Linked DNA regions of Mus musculus: regions 1 and 2 are each linked to region 3. The links are chromatin contacts, called in public HiChIP or PLAC-seq and promoter capture Hi-C maps. All regions are on one chromosome and are shown on one strand. Each heading gives the region's core, a stretch centred on a gene start, on an enhancer-like site or on the middle of the called end of the contact. The rest is flanking DNA. Distances are from core to core; before and after follow the strand shown. Region 1 overlaps Rtel1 (regulator of telomere elongation helicase 1). Region 2 holds the start of Eef1a2 (eukaryotic translation elongation factor 1 alpha 2). Region 3 holds the start of Prpf6 (pre-mRNA splicing factor 6).

The links. Promoter capture Hi-C pulls out the DNA fragments that hold promoters and counts their contacts. HiChIP or PLAC-seq counts read pairs in DNA pulled down with a chosen protein or histone mark.
Region 1: a contact with region 3 is called in an H3K27ac HiChIP or PLAC-seq map of embryonic stem cells, with 4 times the contacts expected there. The contact joins the enhancer-like site here to the promoter of Prpf6 in region 3. A contact is called at or near these places in 12 of 39 promoter capture datasets (the C10 cell line, the HPC-7 cell line, cranial neural crest and 7 more), 11 of 115 datasets of contacts at active chromatin or transcription factors (bone marrow-derived macrophages, craniofacial prominence, embryonic midbrain and 4 more) and 2 of 9 other capture datasets (adipose tissue and liver).
Region 2: a contact with region 3 is called in a promoter capture Hi-C map of hippocampal neurons, with 2.4 times the contacts expected there. The contact joins the promoter of Eef1a2 here to the promoter of Prpf6 in region 3. A contact is called at or near these places in 2 of 39 promoter capture datasets (embryonic stem cells and hippocampal neurons), 3 of 115 datasets of contacts at active chromatin or transcription factors (acute myeloid leukemia and embryonic stem cells) and 2 of 9 other capture datasets (adipose tissue and embryonic stem cells).

What each region holds. Positions count from the first base shown.
Region 1 is chr2:181,331,430-181,334,485 of GRCm38.p6, reverse strand. The region is part of intron 8 of Rtel1 (regulator of telomere elongation helicase 1); the gene reads right to left. Among named protein-coding and RNA genes, the nearest start is that of Rtel1, 13 kb to the right of the region's middle. Within about 2 kb of position 1,690, at least 8 of the 459 cell types and tissues checked have an H3K27ac peak or open chromatin away from gene starts, as enhancers often do. A contact at or near this core is called in embryonic stem cells, where this site is marked.
Region 2 is chr2:181,155,574-181,158,403 of GRCm38.p6, reverse strand. Eef1a2 (eukaryotic translation elongation factor 1 alpha 2) reads left to right here and starts at 1,389. Exons shown (of 8, transcript NM_007906.3): 1 at 1,389-1,680.
Region 3 is chr2:181,599,491-181,602,617 of GRCm38.p6, reverse strand. It overlaps Prpf6 (pre-mRNA splicing factor 6), which reads right to left and starts at 1,299. Exons shown (of 21, transcript NM_133701.2): 1 at 1,087-1,299. The coding sequence starts at 1,157.

The DNA of each region.
Region 1 (3,056 bases), core at 441-2,940, 270 kb after region 3:
TCTTCTGTCTTATTTTATAACACTAGGTACCAAACCCTTAAGTGCTCTACCACTAAGCCTGAGCTGGCCTTGTTCTTGTGATCTTTCTGCTTCCGTCTCCTGAGTGCTGAGATTACAGGAAGGCATTACCATGCCTAGCACACATCTTTTTTTTAAGATTTATTTTTATTTTATGTATAAGGGTGTTTTTGCCTATGGGTATAATCTGTGGACTATAGTCACGCAGTACCCACAAAGGCCAGAGGAGGGTGCCAGATTCTCCTTGAACTACACTTAGAGCTCTGTGAAACACCATACAGGTTCAGGGAAATCCAAAGTAGGCTCTCCAGAAAAGCAGTCAGTGAGTGCTCTTAACCACTGAGCCATCTCTCCAGCTCGACATCTAGGGTTTTTTTTTTTTTTTTTAAAGATTTATTTATTTATTATATGTAAGTACACTGTAGCTGTCTTCAGACACTCCAGAAGAGGGAGTCAGATCTTGTTACAGATGGTTGTGAGCCACCATATGGTTGCTGGGATTTGAACTCCAGACCTTTGGAAGAGCAGTCAGTGCTCTTACCCACTGAGCCATCTCACCAGCCCGACATCTAGGTTTTGATAGATGTGGATTAAAAAAAAAAAAAAAAGCCGGGCGTGGTGGCGCACGCCTTTAATCCCAGCACTCGGGAGGCAGAGGCAGGCGGATTTCTGAGTTCGAGGCCAGCCTGGTCTACAAAGTGAGCGCCAGGACAGCCAGGGCTATACAGAGAAACCCTGTCTCGAAAACCCAAAAAAAAAAAAAAAAGATTTATTTATTGATATATGTAAGTACACTGTAGCTCTCTTCAGACACACCAGAAGAGAATATCAGATCTCATTATGGGTGGTTGTCAGCGACCTTGTGGTTGCTGGGATTTGAACTCTGGACCTTCAGAAGAGCAGTCAGTGCTCTTAACCACTGAGCTATCTCTCCAGCCTCAGATGTGAATATTTTACAACCAGTATTCTACTCCCTCAAGAAGAATGTAGCTTTGAGCGGGGCAGTGGTGATGCACGCCTTTAATCCCAGCACTTGGGAGGCAGAAACAGGCAGATTACTAAAGCCAGTCTGATCTACAGAGTGAGTTCCAGGTCAAACTCTGTCTCAAAAACAAAACAAAACAAAACAAAAAAACAAGGAGGAGGAGGAAGGAGAGGAGGAGAATGTAGCATTTCTGAGACTCACTTCTCACTGCTGGCAGTTTCTAGCTTCCCACTTCTGGCAGTGGTCAGTAAACTCCAGTGACTGTATGCCTGAGTCACTGGATTAAGGACTTTCTTTTCCTAGAAGGGAGCTACAAGCACACACTGTTGACAGAGCTACTGCGTGATCACCATATCCACCAGCCACAGTTGGTACCTCCGACTGCCCCACACCTCACACTTACTTCTACCTTTGCTGCTGATGCTGTTGTTACTTTGTGGCAGGGAGAGTGCCTGTGTGCTAAGGTTCATAGGTAGAGGTCTTAGGACAGTCTAAGGGTTCTCACCTTCCAACATGTAGGCCTTAGGAACTGAACTCAGAGCATCAGGCTTGCTTGGTGATAAGCACCTTTACCAGCTGAACTATCTTGCCAGCATGCTTTGTTTTTTATGTATGTGTGTGGTCCTGTGATTGACTACCTGGGCTCACCAATGCTAGACAAATGCTCTACCAGTGAGCTAAGTTCCTAGACCCTTAAGTCTCTTTAATTGCAGCCATTTCCATCAGAATACAGTATCACTTCCTGTAGTTTGGGCCTGAAATGACCTTGTGACTAGAGCAGTTAAACCCTTCCACAAACCATAAGTGGCCATTCTGTAAACTTCAGAAAACTATCTACTCAGGTTTCTTAGAAGTGAGCTGGACTGTTCAATTCTAAAAGCCTTTGTTCACTGTAGATCCAGGTCCTTTGAAAGGCTGCAGCATTTCCTCATTTTCTGAAACTTGCTTTTTTTCTTTAAAACCATGTTTTGAAGTTTTTATTAACTTTAAAATGCTTACAGCTGCATATTCCATTTTTTTGATAAAACAGAGAGCGAATATATGCATAGTGTAAAGAAACACTGAAATTCTGACCTATTAGAATCTTAATAGGCACATCAGCCATGAACTCTACAACGCATGAATAACTAAATCACTTACCTTTTCACGGAGCATGTTCAATGATAGAAAATAAAGTTTGACCCTAGTACCTGTGTGTGTGTGTGTGTGTGTGTGTGTGTGTGTGTGTGTGTGTGTGTATACGTACATATGCATATAACTTGAAAAAGTAAATATACACACTATTCTCAGCTAGAATGCTAAAAAAATTTTTTTAACTAACAGTGGGAAGATCAAGATGTTAGAAGGTAAGGCACGCTAAGACCCCAGCCTCGAGTTCAATCCCATGAGAGAACCAAGTATTCCAAATCATCCACTGACCTCCACACATGCACAGTGGGTCACACATACATACACTCAAACAAAAATAAATTAGTACTTTACAATTTTCTTTTAAATTTAACTGATAAAGCCAGGTGTGATGGCCCACGCCTTTAATCCTAGTACCCGGGAGGCAGAGACAGGTGGATCTCTGTCAGTTGGGAGCCAGCCTGGTCTACAAAGTGAGTTCCAGGACATGGCTGTTATACAGAGAAACCTTATCTCAAAAAAACCAAAACCAATACTCTTGAAAGGAAAAACTGATGTTAGAGTTTACTAATCTTCTCTCAGAGTGTGATAGCATACACCTTTAATTCAGGAGACAAAGGCAGACAAATTTCTCTGAGTTCAGGCCAGCCAGGGATACACAGTGAGACCCTGTCTCAAAACAAAATAAGACTTTAATTTTTCTAATTCTTTTAAAAAGCCTAAGCTTGAAATTTTAAGTCTAACTTATTTTGTTTTGTTTTTCAAGACACTGTATCTTTGTGTAGTGCACACCAGGCCTGCCTCTGCCTCCCGAGTGCTGGGATTAAAGGCATGCGTCACCACGCCCGCTTACCGCAGTGATTTCTAACCTAGTTCTTCAAAACTGTCATGCTAGGGCCAGCGAGTTGGCCCAGCAGGTAAAGGT
Region 2 (2,830 bases), core at 140-2,639, 440 kb after region 3:
GGCAGGACATGACCTCTGGTCATTAGGGGTCAGTCCTCTAGATGGGTAAGCTCCTGGCCTTGGGCCTTGCTGGCTCACTGCTGCCCAGATAGACAGAGGAGGCGACTCCAAAGCTAAGGACTAATAGCTATTCACAAAGATGCTGGGTTTTGGACCTCATTATTGAGCCCACTCTACCTCCTGATTTCGAAACCAGGCCCAGTCATCTCCATGCAAGAAGGAAGGCATTCAGGGAGAGATGAGTTGGACAAGTGGGTGGAGTAAATGCTAATGTCTTGCCAGGCGTTTATTTTTAATTCCTGGCTCCCAGTTGACGGTCTCAGCAGTCTTCAAAAGTGCCAAGTCATCTGAGAGCCCTGCCTAGCCTCTGGCTGCCCTCTGCTAGACAGACCCTCATTAGGCTTCACCTTACTCTCTCTTCATACTTGATAGCTGCCCTAATTGGGCACCCATCTCCAGGGTCCCCTAACAGGCGCTCTCAGTAGGAGGTGCTGGGCCCTGACCTGGGCCTTCTATGTCTAGATCTACTCTACACCAGGGTAGAAGGAATAGGCACAGGCCTGCTGTCAGTCAGCATAAATACTCAAGGAACCTTTGCTTCCTACTTGCAACCACAAAGACTGGTTGGGTTAGGACAGGTGGCAGTATTGGAAAACGGGAATGTCTGGGTCAAATGACAAGATAGGCACCTCTGAAGAAGCCCCTGGTGATACACGGTGGCCACAACCCCCTTAAGGTCTATTTGGGATATCCTAATCTTTCTAGAAATCTCAAGGGCTCCCTGCTTCCTACCAATGGAGCCTGAAGGAGAGTGGGGATCTGAACCCTGTTTGGATGTTCTTGGTGACCTTAGCTAAGACCATCTGAGAACGGGCTTTGTAAATTCCCTACACCTAAGGGAATAGGTAGACAAAAACCTCTTTCCAGGGCTTCATAAGAAGGTTGGGCTGCGGGCTGGACTGGCTGATTGCCTCAAGGGCCTGTCATGTAGGGTCCATGTGAGTAAGCACTTGTGCTAGGGGTGGTGGGGATCGTGGAAAACCTCTGGAAACTGAGCTTCATGTTCACCGGGACTCAACCATGAGCAGGGCCAGCAATGGATGCCCACATCAAGGCTTGCAGGGATCTTGACCTGGGCTTGGGCCTCTTCTCTCCTAGTCTACTTGCTGGTTCCCTATTGTGTTCCACCTTCCTGGGGACATCTTTATGTTGGATGTACCTTTTTTTTCCCCCCTGCTCTCCAGCAACCACTGTCTCTGCTACCCCAGTTCTCTCTACTGTTTCTTTCGCTTCTCTCCATCCCTGCCCCTCCTTTCCTGGCTCTGTTTCCCTGCCCCCACCTCTGCGCGCTGCACCGCCCTTTTGCCTGTTTTTCTCTCCTGGTCTGCGTTCTCGCTCACTGGTTCTCTCCCTCGCTCCGGTGCATCATTGCAGCTGCGTCCTCTCGGATCCTCATTACGCCGGCCCGCGTCCGTGGGTGCGCGGCCCCTGCGTCCACGCATCTTTCGCATCCCATCTGCCAGCCGCTCGGCGCCCGCCTCCCCCCTCCGGTACCGCATTGCCGTACTGCAGGGGCGCAGTGCATTGCGCCGGCACCGTCAATAGGTGGACCCCCTCCTGGAGAGATAAAACCGCCGGCGCCGGCGCCACCAGTCCTTCTGACTGAGTCCTCGGCTCTGGGTAAGGACGCACATCCCGGTCTGAGACCCTTGCTTAGGTTTTCAATCAGGGTTCGCTTCTCTGGGAACCCAGCCCGGGGAAGAGGGGAATATGCGGCACCTAGCTGGGCTGCACCCCTGGGCTGGGGGTGGAGGGAGGCTGTCTCTAGACTGGGCATGGTGGGTCCCCGTGGCAGTCGGGTAGTGAGTCCCTTAGGCAATTGTGACAGTGGAGGGGGGCCTTCTCCTGAAACCTGCCATCATGCTGTCACCTTGACCTTGGGGCTTGTCTGGGCTCTGCTGGGCTTGACAGGCTGGTCGGTGAAAGTGCTGGCGCGGTGGTTTGGGGCCCTGGGGATGTCCGTGATTTGTCAGAGTAGGGCGGGGGAGGTGGTGAAATCTGAGGACCCCTATCGCGTCCTATGTGGCTCCCACCCTCGGATGCACCCCCCACCCCAACAGGCCTGAGCTTCTCGGTTGACCTCTGAGATGCGCGGGTACTGAGACACAGGACCTGGACTGGATAGTAGGGGAGAGGGTCAGGGCATCTCTGAGGGCACTTGCTGAGCTGGGCCAGGTGGGATTTTTATTTCTCTGGCTAGAACAGGACATTCACCTCTCGGCCCTCATGGCTGCCCCTTGCCTGTGGGGAGGGCCTGAGCTATTCTGGGCCTATGCCTGGGTACCATCCAGCTGTCTCCTCTGCCAGCCTGTGGGCAGAGGGAGGAAGATGGCGCCCTTGCCCGTGGAGGGGCTGAGGAGTGCTGGCCTTCTCTTCATGGTGGCAGCAGATGGGGGTAGGGCAGTGTCCCTCCCTGGTGTGTGTGTGTGTGTGTGTGTGTGTGTGTGAAGGGGGGGGTGGCATCGAGGACAGGAAGGACAATGCACCCTAGAGCTGGGCACAGTGACTCATCACAGGGCTCCTGGCTGCTCCAGAGCTTCACTCAGTCTGCTGCTCTGTGATGTCCAGACCTGATTAACCCTTCCCTAAGGAATTTGCCTCCAAATCACCTTCCCAAACACTTACACACTAACGGAGCATTTGGGCTAAGGTATAGGGTAGAGAAACAGGTGGCTTATGAATGAAATGTGGCTGAATGGGGTTAGGACAGGGTTGGGGGGGGGTGTCGTTCTTCCCTATTCTGGCTCAGGAGAAGACTGGGTCAGGGCAA
Region 3 (3,127 bases), core at 50-2,549:
CTGTAGAAGTCAGAAGACAATTTCAGAGAATCAGTTCTCTCCTCCTACCTCGTGAATTCTGGGAACTCAAACTCAGGGTTGACAGAGCCTTTACCCTCTGAGCCACTTCACCAGCCACCTACTTGCCTTTTTATGTGCCTATACCAAATTCCACGTTTTTCCTTTACTCCCCCAAAATCTGACACTTCGTAAACCCAACTAAAATGCCACACTGCTGAATATCTCTTGACTTCTGTCCTACTTTTTGTGCTTATTTATACCAATACCGAACTTGTCTTGTGAACTGCAAGTCTTCTGAAAACGGCTGTGAATGCCTCCCTTCTCCTACCATTACCAAGGAAGACTTATGTTTCCCTAATCAAATGCATAAAAAGTAGGAAAAATACTATTCATCTACCCAACACCTTATGACTAGTGGCACTGCCATCTCTGTCCAGACGGCTGAGAATTTGAACAGGTGACCTACAGCCACACATCCTAGAGAAAAATGTTTAAGGGAAGAAAGGTATAGCACACTCTTACTGTATACATCAAAGACTCAACTGCTTCTTACAGCCAACTCGCTTACGGATATTACTTCAGACACCAAGACACTGAGATTCAGACCCCTCAGTCATATCTTAGAGTGGTAGTCAGGCCTCATGAACCTACATATTTCGACACATACATACATACATGCATACCCACTTTGTCGGAAAGGCATTATGCCAAATTACCTAGTTGTGGCGGTGAAAGTTAACCTTGTTTTTGAGACAAGGTTTCGTTAAGTAATTCTAGCTGTCCTGAAACTCGCTGTGTAGCCCTGGCTGTTTTGTAATTCGCTATGTAGACGAGGCTGGTCTCTTAACTTAAAAACGAAGGCCTCTGCCCCTGCCCCATCCCATCCCACCCACCCCCCACAACAATGCTGGGGTTAGAGACGTGCGCCACTAGCTCCAGCCCCTGGTTTTTTGTTTTATTTTGAGACGCGGTCTCTCTAGCTCTAGTGGCTGCTAGTCCAGAATCGTTCTCAAATAGGCCAAGAGCGAGCTGTGTTCCAGGGCACCAGGCACCCTACCCGGGGCAAACTCCCCCCCACTGCCTTACCCCCTGCCCAGCCCGGGTACGTAGCCCAGCGGCGCAGGCATGCCCAGGAACGGCTTCTTCTTCTTGTTCATGGCGGTGTTATTGACCGAAACACAGAAAAGCAGGGGAGCAAGTATACGACAGAAGACTCAGAGTCCTCCGGGTGTCGCAGCAGTAAGAGATGCAGGCACTACGTCACCCGCGCACCGGAAGTAGAGAGCTGGGTCACGGAAAGCCCCGCCCACCTAGAGCTTCGGGCGGAAGTCAAAGATGTGGGTTTGCAAAGTGTTTCCGGCCAGCGCTGTGTGCAGTGTTTGTTGCGGGAAGACGCGCGTGCGCGTGACGGTATTCGGTATCGCGCCACAAGGACGTGGGTTCGATTTTCATGCCAGCCTTGACGCGGAGCCGGAACGCATTAGTCCTGTTCAGGAGCGTTCCGGTGCAAGCAAGGCTGCGAAGCCACTTAGTTCAACCACCATAACCACTTCAGACTAGCCTTACTGTACTGAACCGTATGCGGCCACCGACGGTCCAGACTACGCCATCAGATCCGGGACCACTCCAACCCCCGCGCGCCTTCTGAGGACAGATGTATAGTGCACTCAACAGTGTGTGGGCCAGCGTCACAAGCTTGGGAGTGATTGTGTGCCCAGTGGCTTGAGTGGACTCACACCACTCTACTTTGCACAGATATTTTCTGTGTGCAGCTCCTCCCGAAACACAATGCCAGTCCCACCTGTTGTGTAATAATAGCTTCAGGCCGTGAATTAGGCTGTACAGGGCATTAACCCCACGCTATAAAAAGTTGCTTAGCCTCGGCGATGTCTACCTGCAGAAGCAGTATGCCACCCCTGGGAAACAACCCTGCTCCGAGTTAAACCTCAAAAATAGCTGTAAACTCCTGGTAGCTACTCTGTGTGTATGTCCCAGCCCTTTTAGGTTAGGGGCCCTCAGTGTTTAAATAAAGCAGTCTCAGCCCGTTGAGACAGTCTGCCTCTCAGCCTCACTTGTCTTACACCTCCTACACATGGGGAGAGCACCAGACTCTAGGGCCGACAGGAAAAACTGCAAGTTGTGCAGCCTGGACTCTGCTGGATCAGACAACCAGGCCTCTACAGCCAATGCTTTTCAGTGAGGTACTAAAGCAGTCCTGGCTCCCTAGACAGGTTTTTAGGGAGGAGCAGGATTGAGTCTGTGAACACTGACCCACAGGGAACTGTGCCTGACAGAGGGGCTTCACAGAGATAGGAGTATTGCCTGAAGTTCAAAGCAAAGTGGTCCGTAAATGAGGGTCAGCAAATACTCCAGTAAAGAATGAGCTAGTAGCTGACTCAGACAGATACAGACACCAACAGCCAAGCAGTGGATTGAGCTTGAGGATTCTTATGGAAGAACAGGGGAAAGGATTGTGGGTCCTGAAGGGGATAGGAACTCCACAGGAAGACCAACAGAGTCAACTAACCTGGACCCTTGGAGCTCTCAGAGTCTGAACCGCCAACCAAGGAACATACACCGGCTGAACCTAGGTTTCCCCACTCATGCATGGCAGATATGTGGCTTGATGTGGGTCCTAAATAACTGAATCAAGGGCTATCTCTACGTGGAATATGTTCTGCTAGCTGGGCTGCCTTGTCTGGCCTCAGTGGGAGAAGCACCTAGCCTCACAGAGACTTGAAGAGTGTGTGTGTGTGTGTGTGTGTGTGTGTCCCAGGGGGGGCCCACCTGCCCAGAGGAGAAGGGGAGGGGGAAAGATTGAGGGAGGGGGTAATCAGGAGGGGGCAGTGAGCAGGATGTAAAGTGAATAACTAAAAAAAAATTAAATAATCTCAAATATATATATATATATATATATATATATATATATATATGGAACGAGTTAGTGGAAATAGAAATATAGCTCGGTGGTTAAGAGAATTTCTCATTCTTGCAGAGGACATGGGTTTACCCATGTTGCAGCTCACAACTGTCCATAACCCCAGTGTCAGGAAAACCGATATCCTCTTCTGGACACCAGGTATGTATGTAGTGCACAGGTATACACTCGGGCAAAACACTCATAAAA